2 separate regions of the Sus scrofa genome follow, and region 1 is linked to region 2. The links are chromatin contacts, called in public Hi-C maps. All regions are on one chromosome and are shown on one strand. The core of a region is the stretch at or near the end of the contact, and the rest is flanking DNA. Distances in the headings are between cores, read along the strand shown. Region 1 overlaps BICD1 (protein bicaudal D homolog 1). Region 2 holds the start of DNM1L (dynamin-1-like protein).

Region 1 (7,868 bases), core at 2,808-5,307, 270 kb before region 2:
GATGCAGACTGGATCCCCAGCCAGGCACAGCGGGTTTAGGATCCAGCATTACCCCACAACTGTGGCTTAGGTTGAGACTGCAGCTTGGATCTGATCTCTGGCCCAGGAACTCCATATGCCTCGGGGTGGCCAAAAAAAAAGAAGAAGAAGGAAGGCGATGGGTTCTGGGAGGGTTTTGTGAGGCGCAGGCCTGGCCCAGAGTATGCTTTGACTATCTGTTACTACTACTACTAACTGTGCTTAGCACCTAACCATTTCTCAAGACAAGGGTCTACAGTCTCTTTCATTCTCTTTCATAACCTCTCTAATGTTCTTGGGCAAAGAATAGAGAAGGCCATAGTTTTAAGTGTTTCAATTAGATAAGAAATGGAAAGGGAACTTCTAGGTAAGCAGTTATTACACCCATTTTAAAATGAGGAGGGAGTTTCTGTTGTGGCTCAGTGGGTTAAAAAACACGACATAGTGTCTATGAGGCTGCGAGTTCCATCCCTGGCCTCAGTCAGTAGGTCAAGGATCTGGCATTGCCACAAGCTGTGGTGTAGGTCACAGACGTGGCTCGGATCTGGCATGGCTGTGGCTGTGGCGTAGGCTGGCAGCTGTAGCTCCAGTTTGACTCTTAGCCTGGGAACTTCATATGACATGGATCTGACCCTAAAAAGAAAAAATAAATAAAAAGTAAATTTTAAAAAGTAAAATTCAAATAAAAAGAGGAAACCAAGGTTTGGGGATGTAAAATGACTTGTCCAGGGTCACCCATCCTGAAAGCCATTGATCCCAGTGACTCTGCACCCCTTCTCCTGGGCACCCCACACACCACTGGGCTCTGATGAGACCCACCCCACCCCCATTAGTGATACTGTGACGAACTAAGTCAGAGCATATTTAAATCACTCCCACTGACTCTTTAGCCCTGAGTTGAGAAGGAAAGTTAATTTGATGAAAAAGAAAACCTTCCTAGAATGTCGAGTGATTTCAGATCAGATGTTCTCTGTCTCTGTTTCGCACTTTAAAAAATTGTTTTATACTTCCTGTAGCTTAAACGTATATTGAAAATAAATTTTTAGGTGTATCATTTTGAGGAAAAGAGCATTTCTCACGTTTGGAAATGGAGAACTTTTCCATATATGCTTTTGCAGACTGATTCCATTGTAGAGCCCGGTTATTAAGGCTGTTTAGAGATATGATATGAAAGGAGTGCCCAATGTGTTACAGCCTTGTATTTTATATTTAATATAGACAGATGTTTGATATTTAGCACCTTTCTAGTTCTATCAAGTAGTGGCTTACTTGGGGGGAAAAAAAGAAACTTTTTGAAGATATATCCATTTTTATGTCTTAGTAATAATTTCTTAATATTTCTGTTTACAGCATGGTCTATCTATGTAACATAGGCTTTTAAATGATAAAGGTTGAATAACAAGGGGGCTCCTAAAAAAAAAAAAAAGTGGGCTGCTAAAGATATTTAGCAGTCGGACCTGAAATGGAATTCATCCTGTACCTTAAATGATTTGACCTAAACTTAAACTTATCAAATACAGTATTTGTGTTCAGGAAGTGATTCCTTAATCTATATGCCAAAAATATGTTTCTGTCACATAATATACACAGTACAGTTGCATTTTATGCAAACTGAAAATAGTAATACTACAATATGGAATATTTAAAATCTCTCTATTTAAGAAATCAGAAATAATGAAGAAAATTTTAAATTATCATGATCAACATAATGTGTGGGTCCAGGTGAGCTGTAACCTGTGTTTAAGCCATCACTACACAGTCCAGCTGGTCACACAGAAATGCTTGGCTTCCTTTATCAAGAAGAGTATTGAGGTCACATTGTGGCTCAGTGGGTTATGAACCTGACATGGTGTCCATGAGAATTTGGATTTGATCCCTGGCCTCTCTCGGTGGGTTAAGGACCTGGTGTTGCTGAAAGCTGCAGTGTAGTTTACAGATGCAGCTAGGAACTGGTGTTGCCATGGCTGTGGCATCAGCTAGCAGCTGCAGCTCCAATTTGACCCCTAGTCCCAGAACTTCAATATGCTGTAGGTCGGGCTTAAAAGGAAAAAAAAAAGTATTGAACTCCACAGGGTCTTCAAACACTGATCCCTCTTGTACAATGGGACCACCCTGTGCTACTTGCCAAGATTTATATTTAGTCCCCTAAAAAGAAACCCATTTTATATCATGCAGATTTAACAGAAAGAAACTGTTAGCCCGTGGGGAAGTCTGTCTGCTGCTCTATTTCTTGAGCCATGTGATTCTGGCTGGAAGAAGAATCCTGCAATATTTTCTTAGTCCTTGCGTTGAACCTCCAGCTCTCCCATGTTCACCTACCACATTTTAAAAATTGGTAGGAAGGGTTCCCTGGTGGTTCAGTAGGTTGAGGATCCAGCATGGTCACTACTGTGACTCTGATTACTACTGTGGAGCGGGATCGATCCCTGGCCCTGGAACTTCTGCATATTGTGGCCATGCCCCCCCACCAAAAGACAGGAAAAATCATTTTTATCATTGGTTGTCCTAACTAATACAGAAGAGCATATATCCTTTTAAACTAAATTTATGGCACTTCAAAGAATTTCGGAACCAGAGCAGTATTTTCTACAATTATGATTTCATTTAAAATTCAAGACATATAGGACCTACTGTATAGCAGGCATATACAGAGAACTCTATTCAATATTATGTAATAACCTATATGGGAAAAGAATCTGAAAAAGAATGAATATAAGTACATGTATGACTGAATCACTTTGTTGTACACCTGAAACACACTGTTTTAAAGCAGCTATACTCCAATAAAATAAAATAAATAAAATAAAATTCAAGAGATATATGTGAAGGATAATTTCAGTAACAAAGATAAAAAGTGTTTAATGCTCATTTTAATGACTTGAACTGTAGTAGTAGCTTTTTTAAAACTATGATGAATAATAATAATAAACCTTGAATAGTTTTCTCAAATAACTCTCCTGTCAGAAATGAATTCTATGGAACTTAGGATAAAGGAAAAAAGCAGTTTTAGAAAAATGCCAGACTTCTTCAATTTAAAAAAAAATCTGGAGTTCCTGCCGTGGTGCAGCTAAAACGAATCCAGCAATGAAGCATGAGGTTGCGGGTTCGATCCTTGGTCTCACTCAGTGGGTTAAGGATCCGGTGTTGCTTTGAGCTGTGGTGTAGTCTGAGGTGTGGCTCGGATCTGCCCTTGCTGTGGCTGTGGCATAGGCTGGCAGCAGCAGCTCCAATTAGACCCCTAGCGTGGGAACCTCCATATGCCGCAGGTAGGGCACTAAAAAGACAAAACAAACAACAAACAAACATCCCCTTAGTGTGACTTTCCCAAAGATGTTTTATAGAATTACCTTAGGAAATTCAATGATTTTTCTTCCTTGTTCTTCAAAATATGCATCTAGAGATTGATGAGCCTGAACATTTCTGTGTTCATTTAAACTGGGGGCTCTCGGAAGTAGTCATTTTGGAAGCAGGTGTTTGTTATATGCATACTCTTTTGTCATATTTACACTACCAAGCTAAAGCAGATGGGGGAACCCTTAGAGCAAATTAGACTTCCACAGCAAATTCATTCTCCTATTGAATCCAGATTTACTGGAGAACTATAGAATCCTTTAAAGTCTGGGGCCAGCATATCTTTGTCCCCAGGAGCTTTTTAGAAATGCAGACTCTCAGTTCCTGCCAGACCTACTGAATCAGAATCACTTCCAGGTGACCGGTATGTACATTCAAGTTTGAAAAGAACCGATCAAAAGAAATCAGACACCCTAGGCGGATGAGACTGCAAAAACTGAAAAGAATGACTCCAAGCCCGGAGTTCACATAATCACTTCCGTAACACGTTTCATTTGTGTGTGTGTGCGTGTGTGTGTGCTTTTTGTTTGTTTTTGGAAAAGCCGCAGTTATCTTGTCATGCATTAGATTTAAGCCATCTTCTGTGCAGATTTCTGGGCCTGTCCATCCCTTGCAACAGAGCTTAGCCCCTTGTAAGTGTGTTTCTTGCTGACACGCTTGTTTCTCCTTTTCAGTCCTGACGTAGCTCTCCCCGAGGAGCAGCCACATTCCAGCTCGCAGTGCGCCCCTCTCCACTGTCTCTCCAAGCCTCCTTACCCCTAGTCTTCACCTCCCGCGGACGAACACCTGGGGTGAACGTTTTGTAGCCACACACAGGATACTGCCCAAGATCCAGCGGTGTTTTCTTCTCCGTGGTTAGATGTTTGATGGGATTAATGGCCATCATTTTGGAAGATGAGAGGATGTTGAGAAGAATAATAACACAAAGCACAGACTCCGGTGTGATAAAACATTTTATGGTTTCTCTAAGTCACAGATAAACGTCTGCAATCAAATGGCTACAGTTCAGTTAAATCAAAACACATCATAGCAGGAAATATGTATCTCAGATGGCTGGCTTTACCTCGATAGCATAAGAGAGACCTAAGGCAATGTAAAATACGTGTATTGTAATATCATCTTTCCTCATACTTCAAATTCAGCTATAGAACTTGATTCTAATTTTTTGGTCATTGATATTTATTTTGTACTTTATTTTCCACATGATTTATGTCTATAAAAATCATTTCTGAGAGGTGAACTTCATTTATTTTTAAATATTCATAATTTGCTCAGTTAAGTATGAGTTTTAATTTAGTTTAAAATCTGGAATTGGCCAGACTGTGGTCATTTTTCTTGCACAAAACGATAAGTGAGGTGCATTGGAATGTTAACAATAACTGTATTTTGCTGCTACACTGATATTGTTTATGCACTTATTTTCTAATCAGTAGCTCATTTAACTGCTGTTTTTTTTTTAACTAATATTCTTCACTGGACATTGTTAAGTAAATCTAAAAAAGAGACTGTGTTATGATTCATTGACTTATTCAACTTTTGATGGCATCTTTGATTTTTTAAATTGCAGTCAAGTGGACGCACTGGTGCTGCTCCTTTGTGTCTGTATGTGTGTATGTGATGACTTAAAGAAGGCTAAATAACATGGAGGGGGAGATGGTGGTTTTATTTACTGACCAGAATTTTTTTTTACTTCTCCCAAATTCAGGGTCCTACTATGAGTCTTTCCTGCTACAAGTTACCAAGTATAAATGGGAAAATACATACATATATAGGTGTAAGTTAGCCTTGGTTAACTAATTTACCCAGAAAGTGTTCAAAGTTTGATTAAAATTGTATGTTTTGTTGTTAGGTTTTTTTTTTTCATAATGAATCTTCCTTGCCAAAAAACAATAGGTAATAACCTTAGCTCATGGTCTACTTTTGACAAACACTCAGGTGCCTACAATCATATTATATTGAGATAATACATGTTCCTAGTTAATTTATAGATTCTGCTGGGTAACTTTTATGACTTAATTTAAGGCAGTGGATTTTCATAGCAAAATTTATTTTGCACATAATCTGACAAACAAGGAAAACAGCTAATTGAGCTGAAAGGTCTATCCTTCTTGGGCTCCTTAACTATTGCGTGCTGCCCACACACCTTCTCCTAGTCCTGATTCCTTGTCTAGTCAGGTAGCCTTAACTTGTTTAAAACCGTAAGGGTGTGATCTTTTCATGTAATGATTTCTGTAACTCCTCTTTAAAACAAAAACAATCCTCTCTGCTAACACAAAGGATAGTTAACAATGCAGGGCTCTAACAATGGCGATCTAGTGGGAGCCACTCAGCTTATGAGTGGAAGTGAGTGGAACACTAGTGGGGTGGGGCATCAAAGACGGCAGCCCATTGGTGAGTCATAAAGCACATAGCAGGCGGGAGCTCTGGTCAGTCACACACCTCTTAAGTAGCAGTCACTGTTAACCAAAGCAACCAAGAGATTCTGAGTTCTTTATATGAATGCTGTTTTCCACAGTGTCATTTCTTATGCAACTTGGAGTAGTTGGAAATCTTCACCAAAATAGGGATTCAGGTTAAAGTACAGAAAAAGAAACAAATCATAAAGGCCTGATCCCTGGCACCCTAACCTTTTGCTGCTTCCCTCCTGAATTGCCTTGCTGTTGCTAAACATTTTCTTCATTTTATTGGTGTGGTAATGCCTGGTTACCAGTCTTACCGAGACAGTGTGGCTTTTACTAGAATTCAGTTAAAGAAAGCTGCCCACCCCCATCCCTGCTCTTTCTTTTTTTTTTTCTTTTTCAAGCATCATGTGTTTGGACCTGAGAAGTAGCATAGCTGCTAAGTTGACTTTTAATTTAAAAAACAAAAACAAAAACAAAAAAACTGTGCCTGAGGGAAAATATGCCTTTTTTGAAAGTACCTCAGAAGATTTTCCTATATTGCCTCATCAGTGTCATTGGTGGTACAGGTGGTTCAGCAGTAAGTATTGTCTGTGTGTAACTACTGGGCATTTGTGCTCCCTTCCTCTGTATTTGTGACCAGCTGAAGAGCCGGATCATAAACAAAACATTTATTTCTTCCAATAAAAAGTTTATCATTAAGTCTATCATATATTACGTTTATTTCAGCTCATCATATTAATAGAGTGGGAAATGTTTGTTTTGAAATAGTAATTCTATAAAAAATGTTAATTTTAGCAAAACTTTGCCAAAAAAATATAGAAACTTGGAAATAAATGTTTAATTTTCAGCACAAAATTAGATAATAGTCCCTAACCAGTAAGAGAAAATTTGATGTTTTTATATTGTGGCGTCATTTATTATAAAATGAGCCACATCTGTATTTACATATAGGCACTTAAAATGAACAAATATGTGTAGCATTGATGAAATCAGTATCTGTAAGGAAACATCAGAATTCAAAAGGAAATTGGAAAATTGAAGAACTAGTGGATATAAAAAAAAGAATGAATCTCCGTAAGAATAGTTGAAGACAGACTTAAGAAAAAACAACTATAGAAATATAATTAAAATGCTGGCTAATTGTTGCAAACACAGTAGACAAAGATTACAGGTAACTAGCAAGAGTGACTAGCAAAGTAACCGGGTAGTTTTTTAAAAGCAAGCACAAGCACCATACTGAAAAGAATAGAATAGAAGTGCTCTCCTACCGAGGATTTTTCTTAGTTAAAAAATTAAAAAGGAGCAATAAGTTGCCTTTAGTCTGGATACACAGGGACATATAGCACCCTCAGATTAATCTTTCCACAGCTCTTGATTCATTAGATCCCTTCTTACCCAATTCTGTTTCAAAGAAGAACTTGGAGGACACTGAGAAAACAGAACATTATTAAATAATTAAGACCTATTTATAAAGATTGTACTTTAGCTTAAGGAAGCAGAGGGCCAATAGTGATCTTCAAGAAAAGAAAATTTTAACAAAGCTGTAGACTTACTAAGACCAGTATAAGAAAAATAGCCTTTAATGTGAAGGATTTATGTGAACTCTAGGAAAAAGATTTTTGATGGGGAAATGAATAAAGAACAGTGGAAATTGATCATCATAGGAAGATTTGTTTTTTTAAGAATTATATATTATTGGTTGCCTAGTAAGGATTAAGTTATGTGGCAAGATACCCTAATGATAATGCATTATAATTCTTGGATTCTATAAAATCCTATGATTCCTTTATTTTAAACATAAAAACCCATTAAAGTTATACTGGCTAGTCATAAAATATTTTATCCCTTAAAAATAGGATAGCAATCTTAATTTTTCCAAGATGTTTGGTAAGAAACATAAGAAGATTGTTGGCATTACTTTTCCTTCCAGCTCTGTTTCTTAATATCTTTAAAGTTGTCCAGAATGTAGTAATTTTACTATCAAAACCTAGTTCGTCAGAGTCCAAAACAACAAACATCCTCAGGAATACTTCAGAAATAGAAGGTATGTAACCCCTCAGGAGGGCAAATGCCTCTCAAATTTTATCTTTTCTTAAA
Region 2 (6,895 bases), core at 113-2,612:
AAATGTTCCTGAGACTTGATGCCAGAAACACCACTAGTGGACCTTTAGGTCTTCGCTTAGATGATATTTAATTCATTTGTTCAAAGTATTTATTAAGTACCATGTGTCCTGCTGAACAAATCAAGCATGCCCTTCCCCGGGGCTACCGTGTATGGCTGTGCAGGTTAGGGGTACCTAAAGTTCTATTAACCACTGAAGCACAACTTCCACTACTGGAGGTGGTCCTTGCTCTAAAGGAGATTATATCTAGTGACTTTTAGGAAGTCTTGCATGAACTTTCACTTCCCCTTCGGGCTAGAAAAAGTATTTCATAATACCCAGTTAAAGCACTTAACCTATTTGTCTATAATGGCATCACCCTCTATTAGACTGTAAACTAAGAGGGTACTACGATTGGGAATATCCTGTTTGTCACCTTCCAGGGGCTACGGATGTATCAGTGAATTAAACAGTCAAAAGTCCTTGGTCTTTAGGAGCTAATAATCTAGAGGAGAGAGATAGTAAACAAGGTCAGTATGTAGCATATGTAGCATGTTAGATGGGGATACATGCTATGTAGAAAAATGAAGTGGGCAAGTAGTCTTTCTCCTCACCTACCTTGGGTCTTTGCTCCGATGTCACCTTTTTTTTTTTTTTTTTGAGAGAGGAAACTTCAAAGGTTTACAATAAATGAGAGATACCTGTTTTACAAGAAAAACATTTAGGAATAGAACAGAAGACACTTAGCAAACAGCCAGTAAGGCAGGTATCAGATCTCCACTTTGCTAAGAATCAGGCCACAGTGAATAAAGATTTATACAGAATATAGAGAATGAGAGCTCAGCCCTTCCCCTCTAAAACTCTGACACTTTCAGATTCTTTCTGAATACATTTCAACAAATATCCTGGAGAATCCTTGTGTTCCAACCTGGTCTGGGGTATCTGAGGCTAAGAGCTATTCTTTAAGCCTTTCAAATCCTCCCTCCCCCCAACACACACACACACACACACACACACACACACACACACACACACACACACACACACACACACGAAAAAGCATCCTTATTAGGAAAAGACGTGCTGGATAAACAAGAGACTCAGCTATACTTAGTACGTATTCGTGCCCGGAATTTTCACACCCATTTTGCTCCGAGGACAGGCATAAATATATCTCTTCCTGCCGACTCTCTGAGCCTAGCTCCCTAATCTTTTGACAGAAGTCAGCCAAGCATCCTGGCCCCAAGGGCCCTTCTCTCCCAGCTCAAGTCCCTCCAGCTTCGCGCAGCGTTCTGGAAGTTGTAGGCTCCAGCAGTCCTCCGTGATAGAACTACAACTCCCGGCAGCCTTTGTTTCTCTGCACCGCCCCCTTGGCGCATTGTCTGTCGGGAGGGGGCAGGTAGCTGGCGGGCGGGGTCCAATGGGTGCCGGCTCCGGAGGAGAGGGCGGAGGAGAGGAGGAAGGAGGACTCTGGGCCCCGGCCCCATTCATTGCCGCGGCCGGCCGGGCGGGGGTCCCGTGTTTTCCGAGTCATGGAGGCACTAATTCCTGTTATCAACAAGCTGCAGGACGTCTTCAACACTGTGGGCGCTGACATCATCCAGTTGCCTCAGATCGTAGTGGTGGGAACGCAGGTGAGGGACGAAGGCGGCCTCTGCCCAGGCCAGAACCTGGGGTACGGGCCTGGACGGGGCTGCGGCAGCGCTGGCTCCCAGGCTGGCCTTCGCGGCCTGTGCCGCCGCGCCTGGGCACCCGGGGCTGCAGTGCCCCAGGGCTTGGAGTCCAGGGCCTGGCCGGGAGGCGAGGGGCGGAGCCGGCGCGGCGGGTCCCGCGGGTCTCGGGGGCGGGATGGGGGAGGGACGGACCTGCAGGCGGAACTGGAGTCAGCGGGGACCGGGCGCGGCTTCGCCCGCGGGCCGCTGCTTCCAAGGGCACCTGGGGGACGCGCGGGGCACGCGAGGCCACATTGTGCACGCGGGACCTGGCAGTCCCTTGTGGTTTGGTTTCAGGGCGTTGGGGTATTTCCCTCCCTCAGGGGCTGTGGAGTCAGTTTTGGAACCGCGGGGCCCGGACCGAGAAGGCCGTTTGTGTGGCACCTGAGTGTTTTCTTGCAGTGTAATTCAGGTTTCCAGAAGCAGTTAAAAACAAACAAACAGAAAGACCCAAACCAACTTGTACTTGGAGTTTGTGGGTATTAGGAAGGGTTATCCCGTTTTTCTGCGTAGGCTGTGTGGTTTTTGTCTTCCATCTAAATTGAGCATCAAGGTTCTCTGGTCTTTTGATGTTGTTTTTCTTATAGATAGCACATTTTTACATGCAGAAATGTTGAGGAAATAAATGCTATTTCTAGAATGCCAGAGAAGTGTATGTTTCATTTTCTCTGCCTCCTGCTTTTCTTGGTTGAAGAGAAATCAACTATAGGCCGTTTTTATTGGGGAAACGCATTTTAAGAGCTTACTGTATTAAGTGCTTTCATTTTTTAATGATTTTTCTATTGGGAAGGGGACAGTTTCCTCTCTTTCTAGGAGGTGCATCGCTACATCTTGCTACAATTTAAAAATATACAGTATACATATTTTGAGAGGAAATTTAATGTTCAAAATATAATGGGGTATGTCCAGACACTGGAAACCTTGGAAACCATAGCCATCCTTTGTAAGGTGGCTGTGTGTGGGGGGTTTTTAGGTAGTTAAATAGTAGAAATTATTTCAGGAACAAATTTACTTCGTTGACATTCTGCTGAATCCTGCCTACACATTGTAGTCTTTATAAATTATTATAAATTATAAAGATGTTAATGTTTATAGTGACCAGAGAATGAATCATCAGCCTAATTATGAGAAATGTTTTAAGTATATTTTGTTCATTACTTTGTTCCTATCCCTAGCCTGGAACAGTCTGGAGTATGTAGTAGGTGCTCCATAAATACTTTGAATGCGTTGCTAGATAGTATTTATTTTATTTTATTTTACTTTGCTTTACTTTCCTTATTTTATTTTATTTATTTATTTTGGGCTTCTCCTATGGCATATGGAAGTTCCTGGGCTAGGGGTCGAACTGGAGCTGCAGTTGCTGGCCTATGCCACAGCAATGCAAGATCTGAGCTGCGTTTGCGGCCTACAACATAGCTCTTTGCAGTGCTAGATCTTCAACCCACTGAGCAAGGCCAGGGATCAAACCCGCATCCTCATGGACACTAGTCAGGTTCTTAACCTGCTGAGCCACAATGGGAACTCCTAGGTAGTATTTTTAAAACATTTGGGCTTTTATCATCAAAACTGATCTGTTTTGTAAATAGAATTAGAGGAGATGAAATAAATTAAATCTTTGGTAGTAATTTGGAAGTGTTTCCTAGCTGTAGACCAGAAACTTTTCCATACACTTGTAAGATATTCTCAATGCTTTTTAAGCATGAAGCATTAAGACTCAGCTGTAGTGTGTCAACATAGTTTAAAATCAAGGATTTTTCTTTTTTTTTGGCTGCTCTGTGGCTTATGGAGTTCCTGGGCCAGTGCTCAGATCTGAGCCAGCAAGTTTTTTTGTTTGTTTGTTTGTTTGTTTTGCTTTTTAGGGCTGCACCCACGACATATGGAGGTTGCCAGGCTAGGGGTCAAATCGGAGCTACAACTGCCGGCCTACACCGAAGGCACAGCATCTGAGCTGTGTCTGCAACCTACACCACAGCTCATGGCAACACTGGATCCTTAACCCACTGAGTGAGGTCAAGGATCAAACCCACAACCTCATGTTACCTAGTCAGATTCATTTCTGCTGCGCCACAATGGGAACTCCCAAGAAGGATTTTTCTTGGAGAAAATGGAGTTTATTTCAGTGAGTGAACTTGTTTGCAAAATTAGGAGAGGAGGGCAGGATATAAAAGAAAAGATCTGGAGTTCCCATTGTGGCTCAGTGGAAATGAATCTGACTAGTATCCTTGAGGATGTGGGTTTGATCCCTGGCCTCACTCAGTGGGTGAGGATCCAGTGCTGCCAGTGAGCTGTGGTGTAGGTCGCAGATATGGCTTGGATCCCGTGTGGCTGTGGCTGTGGCTGTGGCCAGCAGCTACAACTCCAATTCGATTCCTAGCCTGGGAACTTCCATATGCTGCAGGTGCATCCCTAAAAAAGATGAAAGAAAAGAAAAGATCTGACCATTGTGAAAGCTACTAACTTGTGCTAGCAAAAATCATACTAGTTAGTAATGATAGTTATAGGCGGCATTTATGTGGTGATGTTTGGAATTACTCGGAAGGGAAATACTCAGTTTTTAAGCTTGATTTAGTTAGGGTTATTTCCATTCAAGTCCTTATTAGCTGACATTCAGTCCTTTATTACTCAGGTGCAGAAGAGATAAGTGAGCATAGAAGCAATGTCTTTTTTCCCATATTTTCCTTAGTATGTTGGAAAAAACCTCTTCTACTTTATCTAAATACAGATTCACCACTACTTTGTCATCTAGGCCATTTAATGTTGTATAACATATGTATAGCACCTCACATTCATATTTAATGGATTAGTGTACCATGAGTGAGTTCCAGACATAGAAAATGTTTTGTACTTAGTTCTGACTGGTAAACTTCTCAATCACTGGCAGTGATCATGTCTTCCTAGTATAGATATAATCTCCATCTTACACATTACCTCAGTTTTAAATGGCCACAGGTCCCATTTTTTGGAACTTTTAAATAAAAGTGATTCTCAAACTTGAGTGTGTTGTAAGAATTACTTTGACTTTTTTTTTTTTTTTTTTGCTATTTCTTTGGGCCGCTCCCGCGGCATATGGAGGTTCCCAGGCTAGGGGTCGAATTGGAGCTGTAGCCGCCGGCCTACACCAGAGCCACAGCAATGCGTGATCCGAGCCACGTCTGCAACCTACACCACAGGTCATGGCAACGCTGGATCGTTAACCCACTGAGCAAGGGCAGGGACCGAACCCTCAACCTCATGGTTCCTCGTCGGATTCGTTAACCACTGCGCCACGACGGGAACTCCAAGAATTACTTTGAAAATAAGCTTCTTGGACCCCATCCCCTAAGATTTTAATTTTGTAAGTCTGGGATAGGCCAGGCACCTTAGGTGATTCTGATGCAGATGGTTTATAGATCCTAAATTGAAAAGTGTGAGTCATTGATTTTACAGTGCATGAAACTGGAAAAAGCTAGGAAGCCTAGTCTAAGGGCATACTGCTGTTTAGTAGTATGTTGATTTTGGTGGCATTCTTGCTGCAAAGTGTCAGCTTCCAAGCAATCTTTGCTGACTAGTAAATGTTTTAACTCTAATTTCTTAAATTGCCCAAATAATACTTTTTGTGGGCTTAGAGAGTAGGAGTAGTTGAGGAGAGAGATATTCATGATTTATCTAAATAAATTGCTTTCCTTTATCCTCTAGATGAGATCCTCTGTGTACAAAGAACAGAAAATGGGGAGAGAGAAGGTTGACACATTTAGACCTGGTGTACTTTGCAGGTGGAGAAGGAGATAAGATTTCAGTGACGTTTGTGACTCAACTTGGGAAATTTAATCACTATTTCTTAAGTTGAGAATTGGAAGGGGGAGCCCTCCAGGTATATAATCCAAACTACCACCTAGTATAGGAATCCCAGTACAGATGACATTAACCTGAGAGTATGGCATAGTGCTGCTAGTATTGTGCTTTTTTCATTTTGTCTTTTATTTTGGTGATTTCAGCACTCCATCTTTGGACATTCAGGCAAATGCAGAAGAAAGAGGAATCTTGGTTTTTAAATGACCAATCTGGGAGTTCCCATCTTGGTGCAACAGAAACAAACCTGACTAGGAACCATGAGGTTGCAGCTTTAATCCCTGGCCTTGCTCAGTGGGTTAAGCATCTAGTGTTGCTGTGAGCTGTGGTGTAGGTCACAGACAGGGCTTGGATGCTGCATTGTTGTGGCTGTGGTGTAAGCCGGCAGCTATAACTCTAATTAGACCCCTAGCCTGGGAACCTCCATATGCCGTGGGTGCGGCCCTAAAAGGACAAAAAGACAAAAACAAAATAAAACAAAGACCAATCTGCAAACCAACTTTATAAATTTAATATTAAAAAATTAAAATATGGAGTTCCCATTATGGCTCAGTGGTTAACAAACCTGACTAGTATCCATGAGGATGGGGGTTTGATCCCTGGCCTTGCTCAGTAGGTTAAGGATCCAGCGTTGCCATGAGCTTTGGTGTAGGTCGCAGACGCAGCTCAGATCTGGTGTTGCTGTGGCTGTGGCATGGGCCAGCGGCTATGGCTCTGATTAGATCCCTAGCCTGAGAACAGCCATGTGCCATGGGTGCAGCCCTAAAAAGACACACACGCACACACACTATATGTGTGTGTGTGTGTGTGTGTGTGTGTGTGTGTGTGTGTGTGTGTGTATGTATGTATAATTCATATAACATTAAACCCAACACTATAAAGTGTACAATTCAGTGGTTTTTAGCATACTCACAAGGTTATGCAACCATCACCACTATCTAATTCCAGAATATTTTCATTACCTCGAAAAGAAACTCTATATCTATTAGGGGTCACTCCTTATTTTGCTGTCTCTCCTGCCCCTGCCAACCACTAATCTACTTTATGTCTCTATGAATTTGCCTATTTTAGGCATTTCATATAAATGCAATCAAACAATAGGTGGCCTTTTGTGTCTGACTTCTTTTCCTCAGCATAATATATATATTTTTTTCTTCTCTTTTTTTAGGGCCTAACCTATAGCATATGGGAGTTCCTAGGATAGGGGTTGAATCGAAGCTACAGCTGCTGGCCTATGCTACAGCCACAACAATGCAGGATCCAAGCCCTGTCTCTGATCTATGCCACAGCTCCAACAATACTGGATCCTCAACCTACTGAGCAAGGCCAGGGATTGAGCCTGTATCCTCATGGATACTAGTTGGGCTCGTTACCGC

What was found. Hi-C and Micro-C count contacts between places; a contact is called where the count stands out from the background.
Region 1: a Hi-C map of epiblast stem cells shows a contact between it and region 2, with 1.8 times the contacts expected there. A contact is called at or near these places in 3 of 5 promoter capture datasets (fetal liver, fetal skeletal muscle and liver), 25 of 47 Hi-C or Micro-C datasets (adipocytes, alveolar macrophages, embryonic fibroblasts and 15 more) and 2 of 2 datasets of targeted methods (alveolar macrophages and skeletal muscle).

The regions. Positions count from the first base shown.
Region 1 is chr5:41,899,875-41,907,742 of Sscrofa11.1, reverse strand. It overlaps BICD1 (protein bicaudal D homolog 1), which reads left to right. Exons shown (of 9, transcript XM_003481668.4): 9 at 4,044-7,868. Among named protein-coding and RNA genes, the nearest start is that of FGD4, 25 kb to the right of the region's middle.
Region 2 is chr5:41,630,525-41,637,419 of Sscrofa11.1, reverse strand. DNM1L (dynamin-1-like protein) reads left to right here and starts at 1,362. Exons shown (of 19, transcript XM_021092060.1): 1 at 1,362-1,613. The coding sequence starts at 1,512.